Linked DNA regions of Sus scrofa: region 2 is linked to region 1. A link is a contact called in public HiChIP or PLAC-seq data. All regions are on one chromosome and are shown on one strand. The core of a region is the stretch at or near the end of the contact, and the rest is flanking DNA. Distances in the headings are between cores, read along the strand shown. Region 1 overlaps SLC12A8 (solute carrier family 12 member 8). Region 2 holds the start of HEG1 (protein HEG homolog 1).

What was found. HiChIP or PLAC-seq counts read pairs in DNA pulled down with a chosen protein or histone mark.
Region 2: an H3K27ac HiChIP or PLAC-seq map of skeletal muscle shows a contact between it and region 1. The contact joins the promoter of HEG1 here to the enhancer-like site in region 1. A contact is called at or near these places in 7 of 47 Hi-C or Micro-C datasets (adipocytes, embryonic fibroblasts, fibroblasts and 4 more) and 1 of 2 datasets of contacts at active chromatin or transcription factors (skeletal muscle).

Annotation. Positions count from the first base shown.
Region 1 is chr13:135,193,644-135,199,495 of Sscrofa11.1, reverse strand. All of the region lies in intron 6 of SLC12A8 (solute carrier family 12 member 8), which reads right to left. Among named protein-coding and RNA genes, the nearest start is that of HEG1, 72 kb to the left of the region's middle. Within about 2 kb of position 3,730, at least 29 of the 83 cell types and tissues checked have an H3K27ac peak or open chromatin away from gene starts, as enhancers often do. A contact at or near this core is called in embryonic fibroblasts, retroperitoneal adipose tissue, skeletal muscle and 1 more, where this site is marked.
Region 2 is chr13:135,265,163-135,271,014 of Sscrofa11.1, reverse strand. It overlaps HEG1 (protein HEG homolog 1), which reads right to left and starts at 2,449. Exons shown (of 17, transcript XM_021070219.1): 1 at 2,004-2,449. The coding sequence starts at 2,235.

The sequences.
Region 1 (5,852 bases), core at 2,481-4,980:
GTCAGTACTACAGACGCGAAACGCCAGAGACAAGGAAAGGGCGGCCACTTGCACCCCAGACAGGATGCCTTGGGGGTGACTCCTGCTCGGGTGGCATGGGTGTTTGGGGCACAGCTGTTAGCTCGGTTTCCACACTGTGGCTGTCGCTCCCAGAATTTTGCCCTTGTGCGACTACGTACTTCTGGAGCTCTCGTTCTGGTGGATTATAAGTATCTTGCTTGCCAGTTAGAGCTACAAAAACTATTTTGATTTCATATTTTTTCACCCATGCTTGTCAAGTATTATAGAGATTCCCAAGTTTGCTTCCTTTCTGCTTCTAGTGCAATTTTAAAATACTATTATTGTTAGAGCTGGATTTATGGTGGGTGTAGTAGGACAGACACCATTTCCCAGGGTATTAGTGTCCAGATATTTACAAATATTGCATTAAAAAAAGAACTTCGGGAGGCGTAGAGTCGGGAAAGCCTTGATTAAACTAGAGAGATTCTTACTGCTGGACTTACCAGTGCATATAACATGCTAATTTTCATCGTCCATCACTAAGAAATGTAGCACAGAGTATTTCCCAAAACTTATTTGACAACTGCACACTCTTTTTAAAAAAAATGAAATACTTTATTATTAGTATCCTATGGAGTGCAGTTTGGAAAACACCAAGCGTCCATTCTGTACTTCCTATGTGATCTTTAACACTCTTCTTGGCAGGCTTCCTAAAATTCGTTCACACGGCTTTTTAGAATCAATGATCCTTAAAGCTGGAAGGTGTCCTAGAGATCATCGAGTCCAACTTTTATTTCACCGATGAGGAAACTGAGGCCCAAATCGAGGAGACTAGTTGCTGGCAAAACCAGCACCTGTCTTCAAGTTTCCTGATCTTAAGTGGTCATTTCTTCTACATCTCTCCATTTCTCCCTATTACCCTCGCTTTTGGGGGGCTTTCTTTTTTAAACCAGAGTCACTGCATGACTGATTTGGGGTCACCTCCCCCACAAGAGTGCCACATATAATCAGCGCTACTTTTAATCAGTTATGATCAGCACTATGCATCGTTCCGCCCACAAGTAATGCCATCACCAGTTCCGAGTCTCTGTCTGTCCTGGTCCAGGGCATTTCCCCTCCTCGTTTGTCTTGAACTGCCGGTTCCAGGAAGCAGCTAATCGCTTTACCCCAAACCACGTCATCACCCTGTATCAGGCTGATGATAAGGTCTGCACCTTGTTACTATGTGACTTAGGCAACAGCTTCCTTTGTACAAGGAAAGCCTCTGACTTGGTCTTCCATCCTCATCCTAAGGCCTTTTAGCCTGTCTTCACTGTGTCAGTGTAACATCTGAGGGTGGCTGGTGTTGGCCATCACTGTACCAGCTTGGGAAAACCTTTATGAGGCTAAACCTCTAGCGCCATCCACACCCATCCTGGCTATTGATATCATGCTTATGGTTTGGTTGGGTGGCACCAGGTGGACTGGGGGCTTGCGCTTGGCACAGGGACTCACAAGTCTGGTCTGACAATGGATGCAGATGGCCAGGAGAGGGACTGACCTCTGAAACTTTTCTAAAATCAGCTTGATTACAATAACGGGTATTGATGTATCTGACCTCTTACCAACCCCTACAAAACAAACAGTGGTACCTGTTTTTTCTAACCACCGCCTTCGTCGAGCACAGCGCCAGCAGACTGTCTTCACTGCTGCCTGTCATCACAGTCATACTTCCCACCCTATTTTCTTTTTTGAAACTAAAAATGAAAATTTGTAAGGGGGGAAAAAAGCCTGATCATTTTTTCTAGGCTTTTCTGGTGTCTGTTAGTTGTTTATTAAAGGACTACTTACTCTTTCTTAAAGAACTTCCAAGCTTCCTCCTGGGAGCTTCTTGATCCAAATCTGTGACCTCAGAAGCCCTCGATTTTCTCTTTCCATTTGTTTCTCTGCTGCCTGGTTTCTTTCATCTTTCAAAAAGTTCATAAATGTATTATTTCTCTTTTCCATTAAGGCAGAACGCCCAGGCACTGAAGTGACGGAGCCTTACCTGCTGCCTTTTGTTGCTCTTTGGAGGCAGTGTGGCTCTGAGCCTCAGCCTCCTCATCTGCAGATGGGGATAAGATTACTGACCTCGCAGGAGATTTATAAGGCATCTAGCAGGGCACCTGGCACCTAGTAGGTGCTAAAGAAATGCCTACTCAGGGAAGAGGGCTCCTTTTCTCGCTCAGAATCCCCTTGGGTTCCTAAGGACTCTGGCTGCCTCTCCTTACCTTCCACCTGATTTCTAAAACACCACTCCTCCTCCACATCTGGCTGATTGGTTTGTTTATTCAGCTGATCCTATAGGAATCTTTCATCCCCTCTTGCACTCTATTCTTGGAGGCCAAACTTGTCCCCCACCCTCTCGATGCTCAGGAGACGCTGCTGAGACAATGTCAAAAAATGGGACATTCGGACGCTGAGACTCCAACAAGGTTTGCTGGCTTCTGTGTCCTCTCTTCCAGCATCCTCTCAAAAGCACATGGAGCAATGGGGTTCATCATTTTCTGTCTGCATGACCTTGGGAAATCACCTGTCTGTATTCTTGTTTCCTCATCTGTAAAATGGATTAGTCATAGAACCCATGGGAGGATCCAGGCTCTGTGGGGCCTGAAACTTTTTAAAAAAATACAGAGTTATGAATAGGGCCTTAGATGGAGATCATGCAAGCGAGGGACCCTAAAGCCCAGACTTCATTAGCTTCATGGTAAACCTGCATCTGACAGAAGCAGTGGGGCCAAGTTGAGGTTTGAATGAAAGACTACTGTAACATGCTCAGCACGGTGCTCGATGTCATCCGCTATTGTAGTGATAAAGATTATTACAGATGTTCTAATAATTTTGATAAAATTATAAACTAATGCTATAAGTGAAACTGCAAAACACACAAGCAAAATAATGATAAAGCTTCCTTCCTTTCTCCTGTTCCTATTCACATGTCTGTCACAATGCAGTGGGGTGCGTGGGGTTTTAGAATAATGTACTTCATTGTGGCTTTTTGTTCCTTAAACCAGGACCCCGTTCTGGCCCAGCAGGTCCTTGTTCTCTCATTCACGAGACACATAACTTAGGAGGAGACCTAGGACATACCTTGGGAGGAGATGAATGCAGAAGGGAGCCTGGAGGCAGGGCCAGGGCTGATGCTCAGAGCTGAGCATCCCAGAGACTCTGTGTGTGTGTGTGTGTGTGTGTGTGTGTGTGTGTGTGTGTGTGTGTGTGTGTGTGTGTGTGTGTGTTAGGGTGGAGGGGGGTGAGGGGTGGAATCAGGCACAGGGAGGTCAAAGGGTGTCACAGAAATAGCAGGGCTCTGGACCACAAAGGTAACTGTGGATATTCTGGTAAAGGCTGCTGGTTTCCCCGCTACATTTTTATGCTGGGTGTGGTCAACCACAAGAGGCCCTCATCCCTTCCAGTAAGAGTTTGAGATTTGAGGACGAGGGTTACATGACTTCACACAATGGTATTATTCCTAGTGAATTTCCATTTCCTAGTTCCTCCATGTATTTACCGTGGATCCGTGGAGTGGCTGCATGTGTGTGTGTGTAAACCCTATAGGGAGAGACGTTTGTTTTTCAGGGAAGTTTGCTGGTATACCTCGGGGAAAGAAAGCACTTTCAGAGAGAAAGCAAACGCAGAGTCTTCCAAGGCCCCAGCCCCACCCTGCAGCCCCCACCACAGGGCGTGGTGCAGCGCAGTGAGAAGGACAGACTGAGACCTTGCTTCAGAAACCCAGAGGAGCCACGGAAAGCCCCGGCTTCAGCTGCTCTTCCCAGGAGGTCTCCTGCCCCTGGGATAAAAATCTCCAAAGTAACCTAAATAAAATGTCATTGGCCAGAGATGAGGATGCGGGGCAGGGGACTGAAGTGTCCGTTCTTCTAAAATCCTCTCCCCTGCCTACAATCTGGAGGTTCTCTTATTCCAGAAAAGGATGGCGTTGGAGGGAGCCCCAGCCATGACTCACTCAGAGCTAATCCTTGGCAAATCCATCACCATGGAAACTGCCAATCATCCATGCTTTTCATAGCTTAATGGAACATCTGCCAGGGGAAAGCCAAGCGATACAAATTGCTGACCTGCCTACCCTGTTTACACTGGGACCCCCTGAAAAACAGAGGGAGCCAGGGAAGGCAAGTCTCCACAGCAGGATGGTGGCCCAACTCCAGTCACTAATTAGCTGGGTGACCTTCCACGATCTTTCATAAGTTCTTTTGCCTTCCTCCTTTCCCCGGTGGTCAAATAAAGGGTCAGATCAGTGATTCTCAACCTGGTTGTGCCTGGAGGGGGTGGGGAGTGGGGTGAGGTAAAAGAGGCTTGTGTAGACAGCTTATTCAATAGTATCATTTCATATTTGGAATATTACAAAATGATTTTTTTATAATTTAAGCCACAAAAAAATAAAGCTTGATGAGTATTCTCAGGCAGCAATCATTCCCAAAGGAAGGACAAAGACACCTCTCTCTGGTCCAGGGAGGCACATGAGAATTTCCAGGGTCGTGCGGTTTTCAGTATGATTACCAAAAATGAAGATGGAGTAAAAGACAAAACATTGACAGTTGCTGGACCAGCTGATCTGGAATGTTATTCCAGCTCAAGCACTAGGCTTCCAAGCTCAGGCCACTGTGAACTCCTTACTGGAAGAGGACATGAGGGAGGGGGGGCTCCCCACCCCCTCCCCCTTCCAAACCGGGCTTCTCTTAAGGGACAATGTGCTAGCAGCGTGGAGGAGGCCTGGCAGGGTCCCATGGCTGAGGTAACCTCCCCAGGGGTGCTGGCCGCCTCGGAGGCCCACAGCCCTGCCTCAGGGGTCACTGCTAACCTGGCACCCGTGCCCAGCGGTGCTTGACTCACGGCCAGGCCTGAGGAAACACACACTTGGGTGGGAAGCTTCTTGGAGGGTTGGTGGGGAGGCTGGAAGTAGATGGTGATGAGGATGGGGGTGGGGGATGGGGAATGGGAGGGGCTGGAGAATACTCTCAGATGTTAACTTCTAAGATTTTTCCTCTATTTTATTTTCCCCTTTCCTTTTCTGTCCACTCAAGAGGAACTTGACCTTTATTCTACTGCCTTAGAGGAAATGCGTGGTGAAGCAGCAGCAGAATATGCCTGAGCACGGTTTGGGGTTCCGTTTCTCAGAAGCCCGGGCCCTTAGGAAATTGTACAGGGTTGAGGAAGCAGGAAAGAAGCTGCAGAATGACAGGGGAAAGCCTTGGGGGATGAAACCAGCATACTATATAGTTTGCAGAGCCCAGAACAAATAAAAATGTAAGACATCTGTTCAAAAATTATTACGAATTTGAGCCACAGTAAAGCATTAAACCAAGTATGGGGCCCTTCTGAGCTTGGGACCCAGCGTGAATGCCTACATCCATGCCTGTCCGCAAAGCTAGCCCTGGACAGCAATGTCCCCTTATTGGAACAGCGGATTGCCCCTGGAGCTGGGGAAGGAGAAAGGCCCACAGGATCTGAAACAACGGGGACCTGAGACCTATACCCTGGCAGCGCTGGTGGGAATCCGGCAAGATGCCAGAAAAGAGGGTCTGAGAAGTACACAGATTCTAAGCATAGGGTTCCCAGGCTCAGCAGATTTCCAGTCTCCCAAAGTAGCTCAGAAGCAGTTGAGAGCACAAACCTGAAGGGCTCAGCAGACGGGGCAAGGGGAGGGCCTGGCGCTGAGCACAGATGATGAAAGGCCAGAGCCCCTCAACACGCCTTGGCCCTCAGTAAGACTCTAGGACGCTGGGGCGGAATGGCAGGGTGAGGCGGAGACGCGATGAATGATGGACGTGCTTTCAGTCATCCTGGCAGAGGGCAGGCTCAGAGTCACTCTCTCTTTC
Region 2 (5,852 bases), core at 1,200-3,699, 73 kb before region 1:
GGTAAGAGAAATTTTGGATCAGCCAGCTCCTGCCTACCTGTTCTCTGTTTTCGCCAGGGTCTCATGCACCTGAAACCTCCATCGCTCTCCCCCTGCAAAATGAATCTTTGCAACTGGGCAGGTGCCAAAGCCAAGACTAGCAGAGCTACCAGCCACACCTGTGAGGAAGTGTGGGTCACTTATGGTGGCGGGGTGGGGGTGGGGGTGGGGGTAGGGTGTCCCTGACCAGCAAGGGAGATCAGCCCCAATTCTTACCTGCCGAGTCCCGTAAACCAGCTGTCTCCACAGTCCCTCTCCCTGTAACACCTAGCTCTCTGTCATGCATGGGGTCTCTCAGATATAAGAGAAGGAAGGAGACGCATGTGCCAGCCTCATCCAGCCAGCCCCAACATGTCAGCTTCCTTCCCACCCACCTCCTAACAAGATCAGGCCCTAAGAAAGCCTGACTGCCGCCCAGCGAGAGTTGCCCCCAGGTCCTGAAAAGGCCTGAATCCCCTGTACCCCACTTCCCATTTAGAAGACTCACACATTCCTGCAGTATTCTGTACTTAGGTTTCTAACATAAGAAAGCCAGGAAATGTTCTCTTTATGTTCTTGAGTCCTTCCCGTGGAACGTAAAACAATGTACGCTGTAAGTCACCTAGAGTTGGGGTCATGGTGGGTGTGTCTCCCGCAGACCTTTAGAAGCTTTTTTCTCCTCTCTCTTCCCTTACGGACCCCTCACTTTCTCGATCGTGTGCCCGTGATGGAGAAGGTCACAAAGACAAGGCTTTTGCAATGATGGGAGTACTACTGCATAGAGCTGAGTTTTTATGAGAGGATCTGATTATTTTCTAAGCTTTTTTTTTTTTTTTTTTTTTTTCTTGTTTGATGGGAGGAGGCATCTCTCGGGGCAATGAAGCAAGTGAATTCCTATCCCAGGAAGTTTGTGTGACATGAGACACTTAAATGAAGTGTCCAGCAGGACGATGAAATCTTCTCAGCCTTCACCTCAACTCCAGGTCAATACCTATCCTGGCATCTCTGAGAGAATGTATGCCTTGCATCACTCCCAGGAAGGCAGCGGCCAACACAGCCCTGCTGACTTTGTTCAAAGCACTTTCCACTTATTTTTACTTTCATTTTGTCACATCATCATCAGGAGGCCAGGAAGAGTGGGTCTCATTACTTCCATTTCACAGATGGAGAGGCTGAGATCCAAAGAAGTGACAGTCCCCAGGTCACAAAGATATTATGGATAGAATTCCACTTAGTTCTTTGCATTTCTCCCAGACCTAAAGAAGCAACTGAATTAAAAGGTCCAGAGGAGAGAGGACAGGTCCCTCTCTGAGCAGACAGGCAGTGGCTGGGTATGGAGCAGCGCTCTCAGGAACCAAAAGGAGAGGAAAGACGTTTGCATTGCGGGGCTTCACCTTGGAACCCCCCACCCCCGGCCCTACCAGCCTCTTGCTTTAGAGTGATTCAGTAGAGTTTGGTTTCCAGCTACACCCTTTTGCCCTTTACAAATATCCTCAAGGCTAGAACCCTACAGTCACTTATTTAAATCTGAAAGTCAGCCTCTGTACCAGGAGAGGCCCTTTCTGTATCTATAGGAAAGAATGGAATTGTGGAACGGACTGGCCAGTTGTTATCACCTCCGAAGTGGGAGAGGCTCTTTGTAAGGTTCGGAGGTATTTCTCTTTCTTTTTTTTTTGTTAAGGTAGGTGTACGGGGGGTCCAGGGTACACCATGGCAGATAAGTTTTCTTCCAAGGGGTAGAGAGAGAACAGGATGGTCACACACACCCCAGTCCAGCCGGCGGCGAAAGCGGCTAGGAAACCACTCTCCCAGCTCGCTGCCCTCCCTCCCACCCCAACCCCAAGGGTCCCAGCGCGCGAGGGGAAGCGGAGCCCCCACCGGGGCTGAGCGACGCGGAGGGGCCTAGGGCTCTGGGATGCAGCCCTGGGCGCGCCCACGCCCCCAGCCCGAGGCTCGCGCGGCGCTGGTCCCTGGCACTCACTCACCGGTGCTCCCGCCTCGGGGGACTCGGCCCGAAGGTTCGGGCCGCGTCGCGGTGCCACGCACAGCGGCTGTCCAGCGGTGGCCCGTAGGCGCGGGCCCGTGGCGCTCCGGGGACAGCGCGGGCGGCGGCGGCGGCGGCGGCGGCTCGCTCTCGTTGCGGGGCTTGGGGGCGGCCGGCGGCGGCAGTAGCAGCAGCGGTAGCAGCAGCAGCAGGAGCGGCGGCGGCGAGGCCATGGTGGCGGCGCCCGCCCGCGCTCACATGCCCGGCGCGCGGGTGGGCGCGGGGCGGCCACGGGTGCGAGGGAAACGGGCGGCGGGTGCCGCGCCGGGCTGGGGAAGTGAGCGAAGTGAAGCTGCAAGCGCGGTCCCCGCCTCAAAAGTTGTGGGGAGCCGCGGGAGGGAGGTCGGGGGCCGGGCGGGCGCGGCGGAGGCGGCCCCGGCGCCGCTACATGCTGATTAGCCCGGGCGGGTCGCGGGGCGGGCGGCTCCTCCTCGGGTTGACATCACCGGCCGAGCGCGGCCGGGCTCGGCCGGGGCGGGGAGAGGGCAGGAAGGGGGCGGGGGCCGGGCCCGCGAGCGCCGGCCTGGGACTGCGGGGGGAGGTCCTCGGAGCCGGTGACCTCGGACACACACACACGCACACCCACCCTCCCCACCCCGATTAGTATTGCCTTGCTATTTGCAGAAAATTTAGAAAACCCGAGTCCTCTGAATCGGGGACCAGAATTTCTCAGCTCCTTAAATGCACAATCGGTGAAAAGCAGGTACTGGGTAATGTGATTACCATTAAGTAGATCATACAAAGTGCTTTGATATGCGAGGGCAGTGGAACCTGTGCCCCTGCTTCCCATCCCTACTAATCTTAGCCACCCCCCACTCCCATACACACACCCCCTACCGCCTGCCGCCCCCCCTCCACCTCTCCTCCAGGCCCCAGGGCTGGGGTTGAGTTGGCTGTAGCCAAGCCTAACACCACACCCTGCAGCCATCGCGGGAGTCATCCTACACCCCCCCACCCACGTCCTCTCAAACCTGGAGTCCATCCCCAGCCCACCCCTGCCTTTGGCTCACACCACAGTTCTGCAGAAATGTCATGGCCGGGACACCCAAACAGGCTGCAGGGAAAAGAAAACTGTGAATTCAGGCAGGGCTAGGGCAAACTCATATCTGGAAATGGGCCGCGGATAGCAAATTCAACAGAAGGATGCACAGAGATCCCTGAATTTTAAATGGAAACCTTTCCGGGGAGAGATTCAAAGATTTAGTTTAGACAGATTTCCCTGGTAAATAAAGTTCCATTTGTGTCCCTATCCCCTCTGTTGCCAGGATATAGAAGATAAAATGTCTACATTTTAAGACTGTACTCTAAGCCTCTGCATTTCCAGGTGAAAAGGGCTCCAAATGGGAGAGTAACTTGCTCAAGATTCTGAAGCTATTCCCAAAGATGAAGGGATTAATCTCTGAAGGACCATGTGGCATTATTAATTCTGGTCCTACAATTTGGAATTTGCAATAATGCAGACAATGTGCCAACTGAGATGAATCCTGGAGCTCCTGGGGATCTCATCAGTTCCAATGGGGACCCTGTGTGACCACAGATGCTCAGGAAACTGTGAGTGTGGACTTCCCTTTCAGGCCTGTCTCCACCTCATTTCTCCCCTCCTCTCTATTACTGTCTCTGGGAGTCATGACCCTGCCCCCTTCAGGGCAATGAGCAGATCATGGTGTCTAGGGCAGCTGCAAATGGGCTAGGCCCACTCTCTGGTGATTCAGTCCACATGAGTCACTTGGCACAAAACATAAAGGATGCTGTGTATATACAAGCTCACCTTAAGCTGAGGAGTGAGGGGTAACAATTTGGTTTTATTTTGTTTCGTTTTTAAAGAACCACAAAACAAACCCAGCTTTCCAGGGCTCTCAAGCAGAATTTCCAGGTCTTTCCAAGAAAATATCAGACAATGACACCTCTGTAAGTAACGTGGTTTGCTCTCATGGACCCAGTTCAACTTCTCAGGATCCCACTTCCCTATGAACAGGCAGCACTGCCCAGCAGCCCGGAGGCAGTCAGACAAACCCCAACACGCCAAGGCAACATGCTCAGAGGTTCTGGTCATGGCTGCTCGCTCTCTTCCTCAAAGAACATTTCACATAGCCCGGCTTGCCCTTCTGGTAACATGTGAGAATTTAGTGGCCCTTCGAGGTTTCTGGTGTGGATATGGAAATGTCTTCACTACCAAGGCCCAAGGAGCAACCATGCACCAGATTCGCCTCCCCCATCTTCCCTCTGCCTAGAGAAGGACCCATTTCAGGTAAGATGGGAGATGCTTAACCTGGGAGTGAGGGGTGGAGTAAGGGAAACACAGGAGAACGTGGAAAGATTGATCATAGCAAAGATGGACCCCAGCACAGTTTTCAGATCCTCCTAGGACAGAAGAAGAAAAATACAAGGGAGAGTTGGAAGCAGATAGAACCCTGAAAGAGTAGTCAAGGTGGACTTAGGGCCCTTGCTTCTTGCCCTGACCTGACCATTCTCGCTGTGATCTGGGCCTCAGGTTCCTCATCTGTAAAACAATATCTGTCCGAGATGATTGCTAATGGATGTCCCAGCTCTGCTGTTTTAGGGTTCAGTAGAGAACCTGACCCAGTGACAAGGAAGTATAAAGCAGGTGTCTAAGGAATTTGGAGTGTTTCCTCCCCAGGGATATAAAAATCCAGACGAGATTTTTGGTCAGCTCACAAGGCTTAGAAGAGGCCATGTCTGGAGCTGAGGGGATAAACCAGATGACATCTCAGGTCCAGTGCAGCCCTGGGAGTCTTTTGATCTAGAATTAAACAGGTAGGAAGCCAGTTCAGACCCAATTTCTGGATGGAGTGAGTTAGGAGTCTGACATTCCTGACCTCTCTATAGGTGGGAGTGGGACCTCTCCAAAGCTGCGGACAGTGAGATCAGCAGTGAGCCCATGGTCTCCATCACCTGACACTGTATGTAGCCAGAGCATTTGCAGGGGCTGTCTGGTCTCTACTCACATGCGTTAGATTAGGTTTAGGCTAGGCTGCAGTAACAAAAATCTCCCCAAATGCAGCAGCTTTACATGATAGGTGTTGTATTCTCCTTGTTCACTTGACAGCCTTAGGCACTGGTATTCAGGTCCGGTGGGTGGCTCTCCCCAACACAGCCACTCAGGTCTCCATACTCTGAGTGGCTCTGCCATTCTCCAACGCATGGCTTCCAAAGCTGCCCTTGGAATTGACCTCCCAATCTGCCAGAGATGAAAACGAACCTGGAGCTGAGAGGATGGGAGGCACTGGTGAGCCAGGCCTGAAAGTGGAAGGCTTCACTTCCTTCTCCATCCCACCGGAGAGCATATGGTTTGACCAAACCGCAAAGGAGTCTGGGAAATAGAGTCTAGTCACCTGGGCTGGAAGGGGAGAAGGGATTTGCATAGACAGCTAGCAGTCTCTGCCCGACCATGCATTATCAGCAGAGCAGAGAAAGGAGAGGGAGGGGAGAAGAGATTCCTATCTCTGGCCTCAGTTTCCTCCTCATAAGACAAAGGTGTTGAATCAGATGATCTCTCAGTGCCCGTTGGTTTTGACATTCTGTGGTTCCAGGAGGTGATGAAATGTCCTTCAGCACCAAAGTGAACAAGCCTGCAGGCTCTGGCTGCAGCGTGTCCTCAGCCTGGGGAGTCCTCAGGCTGGTGGGCAGACCCGGCAGAGAGGGCCTTGGGTTCTTTCCAAGTTCTGTTCCTGAGCTGTTCTCACTGTTTGGCCAAGAAAAGTGATCTGGTTGACCTCAGTCTCCCCAGCTGTACAGTGGGGAGAAAAATCATTACCCTCTGCTGCCTCCC